Regions from separate parts of the Mus musculus genome. Here region 2 is linked to region 1. Evidence: chromatin contacts called from public HiChIP or PLAC-seq data. All regions are on one chromosome and are shown on one strand. Each heading gives the region's core, a stretch centred on a gene start, on an enhancer-like site or on the middle of the called end of the contact. The rest is flanking DNA. Distances are from core to core; before and after follow the strand shown. Region 1 holds the start of Wtip (WT1-interacting protein). Region 2 has its middle 43 kb from the start of Scgb2b26.

Region 1 (6,498 bases), core at 1,905-4,404:
ATTTTTGTTTTCTGTTTTGCTGTCCAGGTCTCATTTTGTAGCACAGGCTGGCCTGGAACGCATAATGGTTCTGTTTCAGTTTTCCAAATGCTTGTTTACTATACCTAGAAACTGCCATTTCTGTAACTCAAAAACCCCAACTGATATCAAACACATAGTTTAACCGAAATTGCACATTTTTAAGAACCAGAAAAAAGGCATATTTTTGGTTTAGGGAGTGAGAGCTAGCATTTAGAGCAGGTATCACGTCTCAAACCTGTGACCCTAGCATTCAGGAGGCTGAGGCAGGAAGATGGTTACTTGGTGGTCAGACTGGCATACAGAGTGAGGCCCTAGCTAAAAAGGGGGACTGAGGACACTGTTCATTTGCCTGAGTACTTGCCTTGCATGCATGAAGGCCAAGGTTCCATCCTCATCACCCCATAATCTAGCTGATTGTGCTGTGCACACCTGCAATCCCAATGCTTGGGGTTTAGGCTTGGGAAAGGCTGTCCTGAGCTCCGGAGCACATTCTGGAGCAGCTTGCACTAGATGAGAGCTTATTCAGAGAGGGAAACCTCTATAATCAGCCAGCGCAGTCTCCTGTGTGGCTAACAGGGCTAAAGCTGAGCCCTCGGTGCTCTTTAGAAAGGATCCTCACCTCCAGCAGTTTTGGGCTATAGTGTCTTTACCCTCACATTAAATACCCAGCATAATACGCAGACTTGAGAGTGGCCACAGGGGCCAACAGACAGACCAATGCTGAGCCTCTAAGTGTGCACGGGCCAGAAGATGATCAGATGCTCAACCAAGAGCACAGAGAGTATCCGGCTGAAATGTCTCAATTTGGCTCCTGGCAGAAGGTCAGTTTTTCACTCACCTCCTACTCCCAGGCCATTTACAGCAGCCATCACCTCGGCTAAACCACAGATTCCCCATCCTGACTTCTCACGTCATCAGATCAAGCATCTCATTCCAAAGCCAAACCACTCTAGCCCGTGCATGCCCTTGACCATCCTGGGCTACAACCTTCTCATACCCTCACTTTCTTCCTCCACCCTGGAAAACACCCACACGACCTGCTAAGGTCTACTCCCCTAAGATCTACTTCAAAGCATCGTGGAGCTGCTAGCTCTACTGAATGTGAGACAGCTCAGACTCAGCCAGCCCTGTCCCAGGCTTGCTAACCATACACATCCCCAAGCCAGCTTCACTCCCTGTACCTGACTCACCTAACTGTTGTGCCAAGAAAAGCCATCAGAGACTTTGGGGCCTTGCTAATGCATGTGATTTCTTTACCAGGGCTGTTATGAGTCAGAGTCCCTTTCTTTGGTATTTAATGATATAAAGTCTATTTTCTGTTGCCACTTTTTGAAGCACAGTCTGACTTTGTAGCCTTGACTGTTTGGGAACTACATGTAGACGAGGCTGGCTTTAAACTATCCTACTGTTCCTGAACCCCCAGTGCTGGCATCACAGGTCTGTACCAACCATGCCAAGCTAAAGGGTGACGTCTGAACGCGTATTTTTCTTTGTATTTTTTCTATCTATGTGTAACCAGATGTAAGGCTGGTTTGTGGTTTTGTTTATTTGCTTTGCCTTGCTGGAAAACAAACCTAGGGCAGTGATAGGCAAGTGCTCTATCACAGAGCTACCCCCCTAGCTCGGTATTCTTGTAGGAAATATCCTGTTTATAAGACCTAGCCCAGAGAAGCCTTGAATGCTTGCCTTGGTCCTGTAGCCTCACACAGTTCCACCTACAGCCTCTACCAGCACTGAAGTCTCAGTCACACAGGTTCAGGGGTACCCGGGGAACCCCATCTTTCTGCCCCTATCCATGCCTCAGTTGGAAGGGGAGACGCTTCCGTTCTGCTCTTCATCAAACTTTATTAGGGGCAATACTAGGGATGAAGAAGAATGCCCAGCAAAGGAGCTTAAGAATGGGTCAGCAGTAAGAGCTTGGTGCTCTTGCAGAAGACTCAACTTCTCAACGGAGAAGACTCAGTTCCCAATACTGCTCACAACCAGACTCCAGTTCCAGGAATCTGACACCTTCTGACCTCCCGAGGTACTTTCAATATACACCTAACTGAATCTTTTGCAGAGTCCATATGTCTCTACTCCTAGAACTTCAGAGTCGGGGGCAGGAAGACAGGCCAGTCTAAGCTACAGAGTGAAACCTTGTCTCTAAGTAAATAATCATTTTTTTAAGTGTCCAGAAAACAGGTTAGGCTGTCAATCAGCCTGATTTTGTCTGGATCCCACCCCTCACCCACCCCCACCCCACCCCCGCCTCAAGTCAGGAAGCGCCGGGCATCTCCGCATCCGTGGCTGGAGAACAGCCCTTACCAGAACCCCGGGACCCCCGACCCAGACCCTGGCCCGCGCACGCTCACCAAAGTAGTCTCGCGCCGTGCGCGCCTCGAGCGCGCGCTCCAGTTCCCGCGTGAGCGCCTCCAGCCGCCGCTCGGCCGCACTCGGGCCGCCCTCCCGGCCCGGGGGCAGCGGCAGCGACGGCAACGGGAAGGGGAACTGGGCAGGCTCCGGAGAGCGGGCGGGCGCCGGGCCGACGCCGGGCGGCAGCAGGTCTGCACAGGCGCCCGCTGAGCCACGGGAACCCAGGCTGGACACGCTGGAGCGCGCGCTGCCCCCCGACGGCGGCCCGGGGCCGGGGCCGTGGCGCTGGTCATAGCCCAGGCTGATACCGCTCGAGCGCGCGCTGCCGCCGTCCGAGCCCGCGAGGCTGGCGCGCGGGCCTCGCTCGGGGCGGCTCGGGACGTCGGGCGCGGCCTCGGGGCCGCCGCAGCCACCCTTGCCTCGGCGGCCCGACGCTGGCGCCGCCTCGTCCACGGCCCTCGGCCCGCGCCGCACGCGCCCTGGGGAGCCGGCGGTCGGCTCCGACTCGCGCAGGCCCAGCCCGGCCAGGAGCAGAGCCGCGTCGTCCGCGGCCGTCCGCGAGCGCTGCATGGCCGTCGGCCCGCCGCGGCGCGTCACCTCCGCCTCCGCCGCCCGCCGCCGCCGCTCCGGCAGCGCCGCCGCATCGTCCGCCGGCCCGCAGCCCGCCCCGGGACCCCTGGGCGCGGGGCGGGGCGGGGCCCGGGTCGCGGTCGCTCGGCGTGGGCCGCACTCTCGCGCGGGGCCGTGGCGGGGAGGGAGGGAGGAACGGAGGCGCGCGGCGGAGGAATGCGCGCGCAGCTCGGGGCCGCGCCCCCTCCGCTTCGAGACCGCGCGCAGGGGGCGGGGGGACGGAGGGACTCCTTTGCCCCGTCAGGAATGTGAGGAAGGAGACTGCGCAGCGGCCTCTGGAATGTGGGGGGGGGCGGCGACGGCCCGGCCGAGGGGTGCGCAGACTTCGCGAGGACGCGGGCGGGACAGCGGTGGCCCAGGCTCTGGTCCACCCCGAGGCCTCAGGGCACATTCCAGATTCCCCCCCCACCCCCAGGCTGAGCCCCGAGCCCACATCCTCCCTCCCCATATTCCTCCCTGGCCCTCTGCTAAAGGAACACAGCCTGATGCTGCCTGCTTTGTGCCACATGGATGTGACACCAACGTGGGAATTCTGGCAGTTTCAAAACACAGTGTAAGGATTCTAGCAAAGTCTAGGTATAACCGTCCCAATTACACATTCTGGGACTTAGAAAAGAATCACGGGATGAGTTCCGGGACCCATTGTAAGTGTGACTTCCACCAAAATTCTTTTAGGCTGGAGCCATGGCTCAGAGGTTAGGAGAGTTTGTTGCTCTTGCAGGGGACCCAAATTCAGTTCTCAGCATCCACACGATGGTTCACAACTCTCCTTAACTCCAGTTCGAAGAAATCTGACCACCTCTTCCACTGCTAGGCATGAACGTCGTGCATGATGTACAAGCAAGCAAAACAAGCCTGTTTATCAACTGGCATCCCTACTTTAATTGGAGAGCCATAATGAGTCTAAGGGTTTTTTGTTTGTTTGTTTGTTTGTTTGTTTGTTTTTTCCGATGTGAGGGGACTCTCAGAATTATTGTCAATTTAGAACCAGTATCCACTAGGCCTTGGAAAATCCAGTTGTTTCCTTTTCTCCGTGTTAGTTACCCTGGTAGAAGGAAGCAGGCTGAACGTGAGACTCCCATATTGTATCTTACCCCAAACCCACAAACAAACAAAAATCTGTCTTACCCTGCAAGAGCTGTCATGGGAAAGAAAACCAAACCTCATGTGTTGTGTCCCAGTAATCAGGAAAACAGTTTTAAAGGAAAGCCCTTCACTTCCAGACTCCCTTTTCTCAGAGGGGGATGGTAACATGCCCCAGTACCAGGGGAAGGGAGCTTGTTGGCAGCAGACTGACCTACCCAGATGCACAGAAGCCTGGCCTTCACTGTGCAAAGAGCCAGCTGGGACACCTGCTTCCCAGATGGAAGGGAAACTGTAGTGTCTGGCCCATCCCCCCCAACCCGCCCTCCAACCTCCCCACACACACATGCACCTCCTAGGACCTAAGGAATTCCAGCTCTGCCTTATGCACACAAGGTGTGGAAGCAAGTATTTGAGGAACAAATGTCCAGTCAGGAGAGCCACCTCATGGTCCAATGAGAAAGGAGAAACCATTTGACCGGTGATCCCATTTCACTGATCACATTTATCAGCCATTTAAAAGTGAAAATGTTGGGGGCCAGTGAAAAGCCTCCAGAAGGTAAAAACCACTTGTATACATATACCTAATGCCTTATTTAGTTCAATCCTCAGAACCCACAGTAGAAGGAGAGAACCAGGTCCTTAAAGTTGTCTTCTGACCGCCGCCACATACACACAAATCAGGGCTGGTTGATATGCCTGACCACCCACATTACATTCCCTGGACCCACACACACCAGGAGTAGACTGCAAAGTTCTTCTCAGACTTCCATATACACACACTGTGTGTATACAAGCACATCCACATGTGAACGTGCACACACAGATTACTGAACTACCATAAAATTATAAGCAGAAATTTCTTTCAAAACATCTATTCTAGGTTATGATTGTCCCAGGCTATAATCAGGAGGCTGAAGCAGGAGGATCACTTTTGAAGCCAGCCTGGGCTGCATAGCAAGAACTGCCACCACCTCCCAATAAAAACAAGTAAATGTTTCAGTCCAGCTTTCACAGTTAGAACCTTCAGAATTCAAATGATACATTAGTGTCCAGGGTCAACTAAAATCCATTTCTCTAGAAATAAGAAAACCTAAAAGTAAAGCAACCTAAAATGACCAAATATGGGATAGTAGAAGACGCAACTTCTATGAAATGGCATCCGTTGTTTACTGATGAATCTGCATGCTTCACGTCCTAGCACTGGAGAAACGGAGGCCAGCTGGAAGACTGAAGCAAAAGGAACACACATTCAAGGCTTGCCTGAGCTCCAGAACAAATTCCAAGTCAGTCTGATCAATGTAGTGGGACTCTATCTCAAAAAAAAAAAAAAAATCATAAAAGGAGCTGGGGGTCAGGGAGATGGTTTGGGGAAAAGGCACTTGCCACCAAACCTGATGACCGCAGTTCCATCTGTGGGACTCATAAGATAGGAGAACCCCTCCACTAAAAGTTGTAGTCATCATCTGGTCACACCAGATAGATAGATAGATAGATAGATAGATAGATAGATAGATAGATAGATAGATAGATATGACAGATAGATGTGAAAGCCTAGTTGGACCCCTCAGTACCACAAATGAGCTAGTGTGAGAGTGTACACATTATTTACAGAAACCAAGTGCGTCACGGTGACTCACACCTACAGTAATTATTTTATTCTAATGACTTATAAGAGTTTGTTACATATTTTCACTACCAGTATACCATTTTTTACAAATAGTTTCTACTAGTTTACGTCTTCTCCGTCTCCTCCCTTTGATGTGTCTTCATAAGAACAGAAGTTATTTTATGGGGTTGGAGAGCTGGCTCAGCAGTTAAAAGTACTGCTTTTAAATATATATTGGTTGTTCGAGACAGGGTTTCTCTGTGTAGCCTTGGCTGTCCTGGAGCTCACTCTGTAGGCCAGGCTGGCCTCGAACTCAGAAATTCGCCTGCCTCTGCCTCCCAAGTGCTGGGATTGAAGGTGTGGGCCACCACCGCCAGGCTCCTAGCAACACTTTTTTTTTTTTTTTTTGGAACAGTAATTGTGTTCGGAATATAACTAAACAGAACTAGGGGCCTACAGTTCTACTTGGTTGATTTTCTTTTTTCCTCCCTCCCTCTCTCTCTCCCTCCCTCCCTCCCTTCCTCTTTCTTTTCAGCCCAGGCTGGCCTCAAACTCTCTATGTAGCCAACACTGACTGTGTAGATGATCCACCTGTCTTTGCCTCTCAGGTGTAGGATTAAAGGCATGTACTACCAAGTTCAGATCATGTTTGTTGTCTTTAGTGACAGCAGCTAAATGTCCCAAATAAGCTTTGGGCTGGGGTTTTGTCCTGTTGAGTTGAATACAGGAGGAAAATGTTCCATCTATGTGTAGAATTCAGGAAGCAGATTCCCAGTTTAAAAAAAAAATAAAAACTATCT
Region 2 (6,226 bases), core at 297-2,796, 230 kb before region 1:
CACCCAACAAGTACATATAAGAGGACTGTCTCATCTGGCCTCAATGATAGAAGACACACCTAACCCTTAAGAGCCTTGAGACCTCAGGGAATGGGGAAGCCTGAAAGGGTGTGGGGATGTGTGGGGTTGGGGACATTCTTTTGGAGATGGGGGAGGAGGATGAGGATGAACTGTTTGGAGGGCAGGATGGGAAGGGAATAATGACTGGACTGTAAAAAAATTAAAGATAATAAAAAATTGATTTTAAACCACAAAGAAGCATCTCACAGCTATGGGTCAGTACTCTCCAGAGATACTGACTTTATCAGTCCTGGGAAACCTTAAGGAGAGGGGACAAGGGAACACATTACACACTGACACCAACAGTGGTTTAAATATGCTTCACCATGGAAATTGTGACTATTAGGAGGCTTAACCTGATTGGAATAAGAGTGGTCTTCTTGGAGGAAATGTTTCACTCTGTAGGTGGGATTTGAAATGTCCTAGCGCTCATCCTCCATCCAGTGCCAAAGAGACCTGCCTCCTGGCTACCTCAAGAAGCCAGTCCACTCCTGGATGTCTTAGAATCAAGATGTAGAAGTCTAAGCTCCTTCTCCAGCACCATGTCTGCCTGCACACTGCCTTACTTCCTACCTTGACATTGAACTCAACCTCTGAAAGAATAAACCAGCCCTAATTAAGTGTTTGCCTATATTAAAATTGACATGATTATGGTATCTTACCACAGCAATAAAACCCTAACTAAGACACACAACAAGAACAATCCTTGATAAAAAGCACTCAGAAGCCAGAGGCAGGTTGATCTCTGAGTTGAGGTCCAACCTGATCTACAGTGTGAGTTCTAGAAAAGCCATGGCTAACCAGAGAAATCCTGTCCTGAAAAACCAAAGAGAAAAGTATGATCCCTGAAGAAAAGGAAGTGCCCGCCCTAGGCAGGAGTATGTAAAGGAATCTGAGGCCACAATACTAAAGTGCTCATGCATCATTTCATAGTAAAGGAGTCTCCTTGTGCCACACCAACTCCAATGGAATCTGTGTAGCAATGAAAGAAAAACTCCTTGAATGGTAACCATTCACTGAGATTTGTGCTCTGTGGAGCTAGGTCTCCTGGAGGTCCCTGGCAGTCTGCCCGTCCCATGTCCCCTTCTGGCATGCTTGGCTGGATGGCAGTTGCTGATACAAAGAATTTTGTGATTTGGAAAGATGTATCTTTAGCTGTTTCAGGAACTGAAAGTACTAGACAGGAAACTGTGCTGGGTGCTTCAACCTCAGTGTCCTCAACCACAGAGCTGGTGTATGTAGCAAAAATAGATGAGAATCTGATTGGAATTGCTCGCAATGTCATCCCACTAGAGATTTTGTCTGAAACAGCACAATTGATTTTGCAGATCTTGCAAAGAGAAAATATGATTTTGGGCGCTGTCATTAATTTAATACAACAATTAGATTTAGGCATTAATAAAATTGTCAGATGTAAAAGAGAAACTATACAGGATGAAGAAATCCAGAATTTATAGGAATTAGGACTAACAGTGAAAGGGGGGGTGATTAGTCAGTTCTTGTGAAGCTGAGTAGAGGATAGTGGGAAGTACCTAGATATCATGGACCTTACAAGTTTAATCCAACAAATGCTCCACTTCCATGGACTGGAATTTATGATAAGAACTTAATCAGATGGATTGTGGAAAATGAGATATTCAGAATTAAGTCTATGGGAAAGAATAAGAAGTAGGGCTCCTTGGTATGCCTTAACAGATGAGCAACAGTGGACCTTGAGGTGGCAGATGTATGTTTTCCTATCATTTGGAGATACTTACTCCTAGATAGCCAGGAGTAGACATATTTGGTAATAAAAGAAATAAGCAAGAAATATTATAAAGTTTAGATTGGGATTGCATGTGCTGTTGAATAAGATCATTAGAGTAGTAAATAAAAGGTTATAAGATTCTTGAGTCAATATGAAAGTTCAGTCTGGCAGCAAAACCACAGGTGGGCGCCAATGGGTGATTTAATTTCCTAGTAAGCTATACTTGTGTTAGGTTTAAAGAGGAACTAAGATATGTGATTTGTCAAGAGAAAATTGTTCCTTCTTGATTGTGTATATAATCTGAACCCTGAGGTAAAGATTTTGCAGCAGCAGCTTCACCATTGAGTGCTTGTCTGTCTGTCATGCCGATCCTATTCCCAACCTGGTTCCAGTCACCTTGGGTTCCTGACCACTTAGGTGGAATTCCCACTGCATAGTCCGCGGCATCCTTGACTCATTCAGAAGCTTCTGCTATGCCTGGCAAAGGTCCACAGCCACATTCTCAATGGCCACATTCTCCACCATGCAAAAGAAAGCATTGTCCCTATAGCCTATCCACTGTAAACCTATACACAATAACTACCATCCTGCTCTCCTGGCTCCCTTCTCCCTAGCTCACCTCACTGGAGACTTGAGGCCAATGACACCTGTCTATTACTCACTCCTGCTCCAAGTGAAGCCTATGCTACCCACAAACAAAGTGTGTGCACAAATAAATGTCATCTCAACTTTGGGCCTAGAAAGAAGGACCCACACACCCTCTCTGGCCAGCAAAGATCTTACCTCCAAAACTTACCTCTTGTGTACACTCACCCAGACATCTTTTGTTCTTAAGGTATCAAGGTTGGTCAAGTTGCTGGAAGCATTTTGGTCACATGTGCTCCACAGCCAAAATCTGCACCATTCCAAATGCCAGCTGATGGCTCTTTCCTTGCAGCTGAATTGAGAAGCAATATTTGAGCTATCCCCAACCTGATTGGAGTTGCTAGATCTTCACTCTACTTTAAAGTATGCATGGTTCCCAATTCCCTCACAATAAAAACTCAGTTCCTCATTTGCATTCTGGACCTGAGTCTTGTATCCTGCCTGACTGGACCTGTAAAACATGAGACACAATGCAGTCTTGCCTCTAGGCACTTGTGTATGCCCAGTGTTTTTAACACCTCCTACAGAACATTTTATCAATGGGGTAAATCCACATAACACCTGGTCTGGACTCCAGACTCCAGAATCCACAGGGGAGTTGTGAAGCCCCAGCATACAATTTAGTAGTCAGATGAATGGAACATACATATGGGAATAGCTGATAAAACACCTGCTCATCAATGCATTGTTCTTACATGGTTCTATAGCCATGGAAACCTGTGAAAAGATCATTACTTTAAGTAGAGGACATCATGGTGGAGATCTGAACTTATGCAACCCTATCATTGGACTGGACAAGGTAGCTCTCACACGAATAATTTTTTATTATGAAAATTTAATATCTGAGAGAAAGAAGTCAGAGTTCCAGTAACTCACTGAGGAGTCATGCCAAGGATTTTTTAGATTATTTTATGTGTGTGTGTGTATGTGTGTGTGTGTGTGTGTGTGTGTTGCATTTATATATGTCTGTGAACCATATGTGTGCAGTGATCATGGCAGCCAGAAGAGAGTGCTGGATTTCCTTCATATGTGAGCAGTCATGTGCATGCTGGGAACTGAACCGTTCTCTCGAAATGCAGTCACTGTTCTTAACCACTGAGCCATCTCTCCTGTCACTGGGTTTCATTTTAATTTACTTTTTAGATTTATAAATACTTCTTTACAGATTAACTAGACACTTTCTATTGTGGTTGGTTCTGTCCACTGTGTACTCAGATGCTGAGTTCTGTGCCGAATACCAGCAAAGTATTGATCAATGTTCTTTAAAGAAAGCTCTCCAATAATCTTTGATTGGTTGATAAAAGACTAGGGCCTGTGCCTGGGCGGGAGAGAAAGGAAGACAGAACTTGAGATTGAGAAGGGCAGTCTCAGGTAGGGACCACAGAAGAGGCAGAAGAAGAAGAAGGTTGCTATGAATCAGGATGGACCATGTGCACATGGCTAAGAGAAACTTACCCTGAGGACACACAAGGAAGAGAGTAAGCTGGGCAAGACTCAAACAACAAGTAATTCGGGACCTATGGCTGTGATGTAGATTAGAGTAGCTCAGAACCTGCACAGTCTAGGCTGGCAGTGGTTTAATAAAAGTACCAGATTACTGTGTCTTTTATTCAGGGGATATAAAGGCTAATGTGGAGCAGAATACCCCTATAAATATACTTCAAAAGCTTTTGATTAAGCAAACTATGGAAACTCAGTAACTGCAACAAGTGAACACCAGGTGGTGATATGCATCAATTTTCCACAGAGTCCTGCTTTGCTGAGTATTTGAATGCCCTTCTCAGGGTCTTTCTCAAACTAACTGGAATCTTTCATTGTAGATATCAATCCACAGGTCACTTTCCCTACTATATCTTTGTAAACTCTTAAGCATTCTATCCAAAATATTTATCATCTTTAGAGTATTCTTCATCTATTTCAGCCCAGACTGGGTGCTCAGGGATAGGTTACTAGTGCTATGACAAACTGGATTATTTGGTCAATCTTGCCAGATGGCCTCCAGGTCTAAGCACTAATTACTGGCAGATAGACAAGTCTCTTCTCCTCGACGTTAATGCCATAGCATTTCATTGCTGTGAAGAGACAGTATGACCAAGACAACTCTTATAAAAGAAAGCATTTTACTGGGGAATCTTACAATTTCAGAAGTATCATCACAGTTTGAAATATGGCAGTGTGCAAGCAGACGTGGTGATGAAAAAGCCCAGAGTTCTACACTATGATCTGAAGACAGTCAGGAGCAGACTGTCATCCAGAATGGGTGGAGCTTAAGCATAAACCTCAAAGCCCACTCCTACAGTGACAATGTCCACTAACAAGGCCACACCTACTCCAAAGGGTAACACCTTCTAGGAGCACCACTCACTCCCTATGGACCAAGCATTCAAATGCATGCAGCTATGGTGATCAAACCTACTCAAATTACCACAGTTAGGGTGACAAAACTCTGTTATCAAAGTGATCTGGGTAGTTTAGATGGATAATCTACTAGAGAGTTTAATCAATTCTGAAGGACCCTCAATACATGGATGTCTGTCAGGAACAGTAATCTCTTGTAAAGCAGCGTAATGTCAATAACTGAATTTCCTGAACCTCTTGCTATTGAATTTTTTCATCCCATGTTTGCAGATCTCTTCAAGCTCCTTCATCAGCCTCAGGCTAGCTGCCTTCTTGGATTTGGTCCTACCACTAGATTTTAAAAAGCCAATTTGTTCTGTTTTCTTCTCTTTTGATGTAAGTGAGTCTGGGAGCTAATCAAAAGTTAACATTCCACCTTGGACAGGCTGAGAAAACAAACTTCTAACAATCAAGAACAGAGCTACCCACAACACCCACCAAGCGATCTTAAGACTTCTGGTGAGTGGAAAACAGCATCTGCTCCAATCCAATCACGCAGGACTTGAGACTGCATTAGTCAGGGAAGCAAAAACCCGGTCTGAATAGGGGCACAAACCCCTTCCGGTCTGAGCAGCACCAGGGTAGCTAGGTCGTACAGTCGGCTGACTACCTCCAGCTACCCACAACACCAGCCACTCGATCATAAGAATTCTGAGGATTGGGATCTGCCCGGTGCGGGAGCGCTTTGCCTGAGCATCAGCAGCAGACATCTCGGTTCCGGGACCCCGCCGAGTGTATCCTGCACAGACAGCTGGCCATTTTCCCGGCCAGAGGATAGGGATCTGCCCAGCGTGGGAGCATTTTGCCTGAGCATCAGCAGCAGACATCTTGGTTCTGGGATACCACCAAGTGTATCCTGTACAGGCAGGTGACCATTTTCCCGGCCAGAGAATAGGGACCTGCCTGGCGCGGGAACGCTTTGCCTGAGCATTGGCAGCAGACATCTTAGTTCCAGGACCCTGCCGAGTGTACCCTGCACAGACATCTTAGTTCCAGGACCCCGCCGAGTGTATCCTGCACAGCTCCAGAGAATACCAGATGGCAAACGGCAAACATAAGAATCCTTCTAACAGAAATCAAGACCACTCACCATCATCAGAACGCAGCACTCCCATGCCACCTAGTCCTGGGCACCCCAACACAACGGAAAAGCTAGACCCGGATTTAAAAGCATATCTCATGATGATGGTAGAGGACATCAAGAAGAACTTTAATAACTCACTTAAAGAAATACAGGAGAACACTGCTAAAGAGTTACAAGTCCTTAAAGAAAAGCAGGAAAACACAACCAAACAGGTAGAAGTACTTATAGAAAAACAGGAAAACACATCCAAACAGGTGATGGAAATGAACAAAACCATACTAGACCTAAAAAGG

The links. HiChIP or PLAC-seq counts read pairs in DNA pulled down with a chosen protein or histone mark.
Region 2: a contact with region 1 is called in an H3K4me3 HiChIP or PLAC-seq map of the 230-238 cell line, with 6 times the contacts expected there. The contact joins the enhancer-like site here to the promoter of Wtip in region 1. A contact is called at or near these places in 2 of 15 datasets of contacts at CTCF or cohesin (large pre-B cells and pro-B cells), 1 of 484 Hi-C or Micro-C datasets (embryonic stem cells), 2 of 115 datasets of contacts at active chromatin or transcription factors (the 230-238 cell line and large pre-B cells) and 1 of 9 other capture datasets (embryonic stem cells).

Annotation. Positions count from the first base shown.
Region 1 is chr7:34,130,114-34,136,611 of GRCm38.p6, forward strand. It overlaps Wtip (WT1-interacting protein), which reads right to left and starts at 3,155. Exons shown (of 8, transcript NM_207212.2): 1 at 2,376-3,155. The coding sequence starts at 2,946.
Region 2 is chr7:33,899,000-33,905,225 of GRCm38.p6, forward strand. No RefSeq gene overlaps it. Among named protein-coding and RNA genes, the nearest start is that of Scgb2b26, 43 kb to the right of the region's middle. Within about 2 kb of position 1,547, at least 22 of the 459 cell types and tissues checked have an H3K27ac peak or open chromatin away from gene starts, as enhancers often do. A contact at or near this core is called in the 230-238 cell line and pro-B cells, where this site is marked.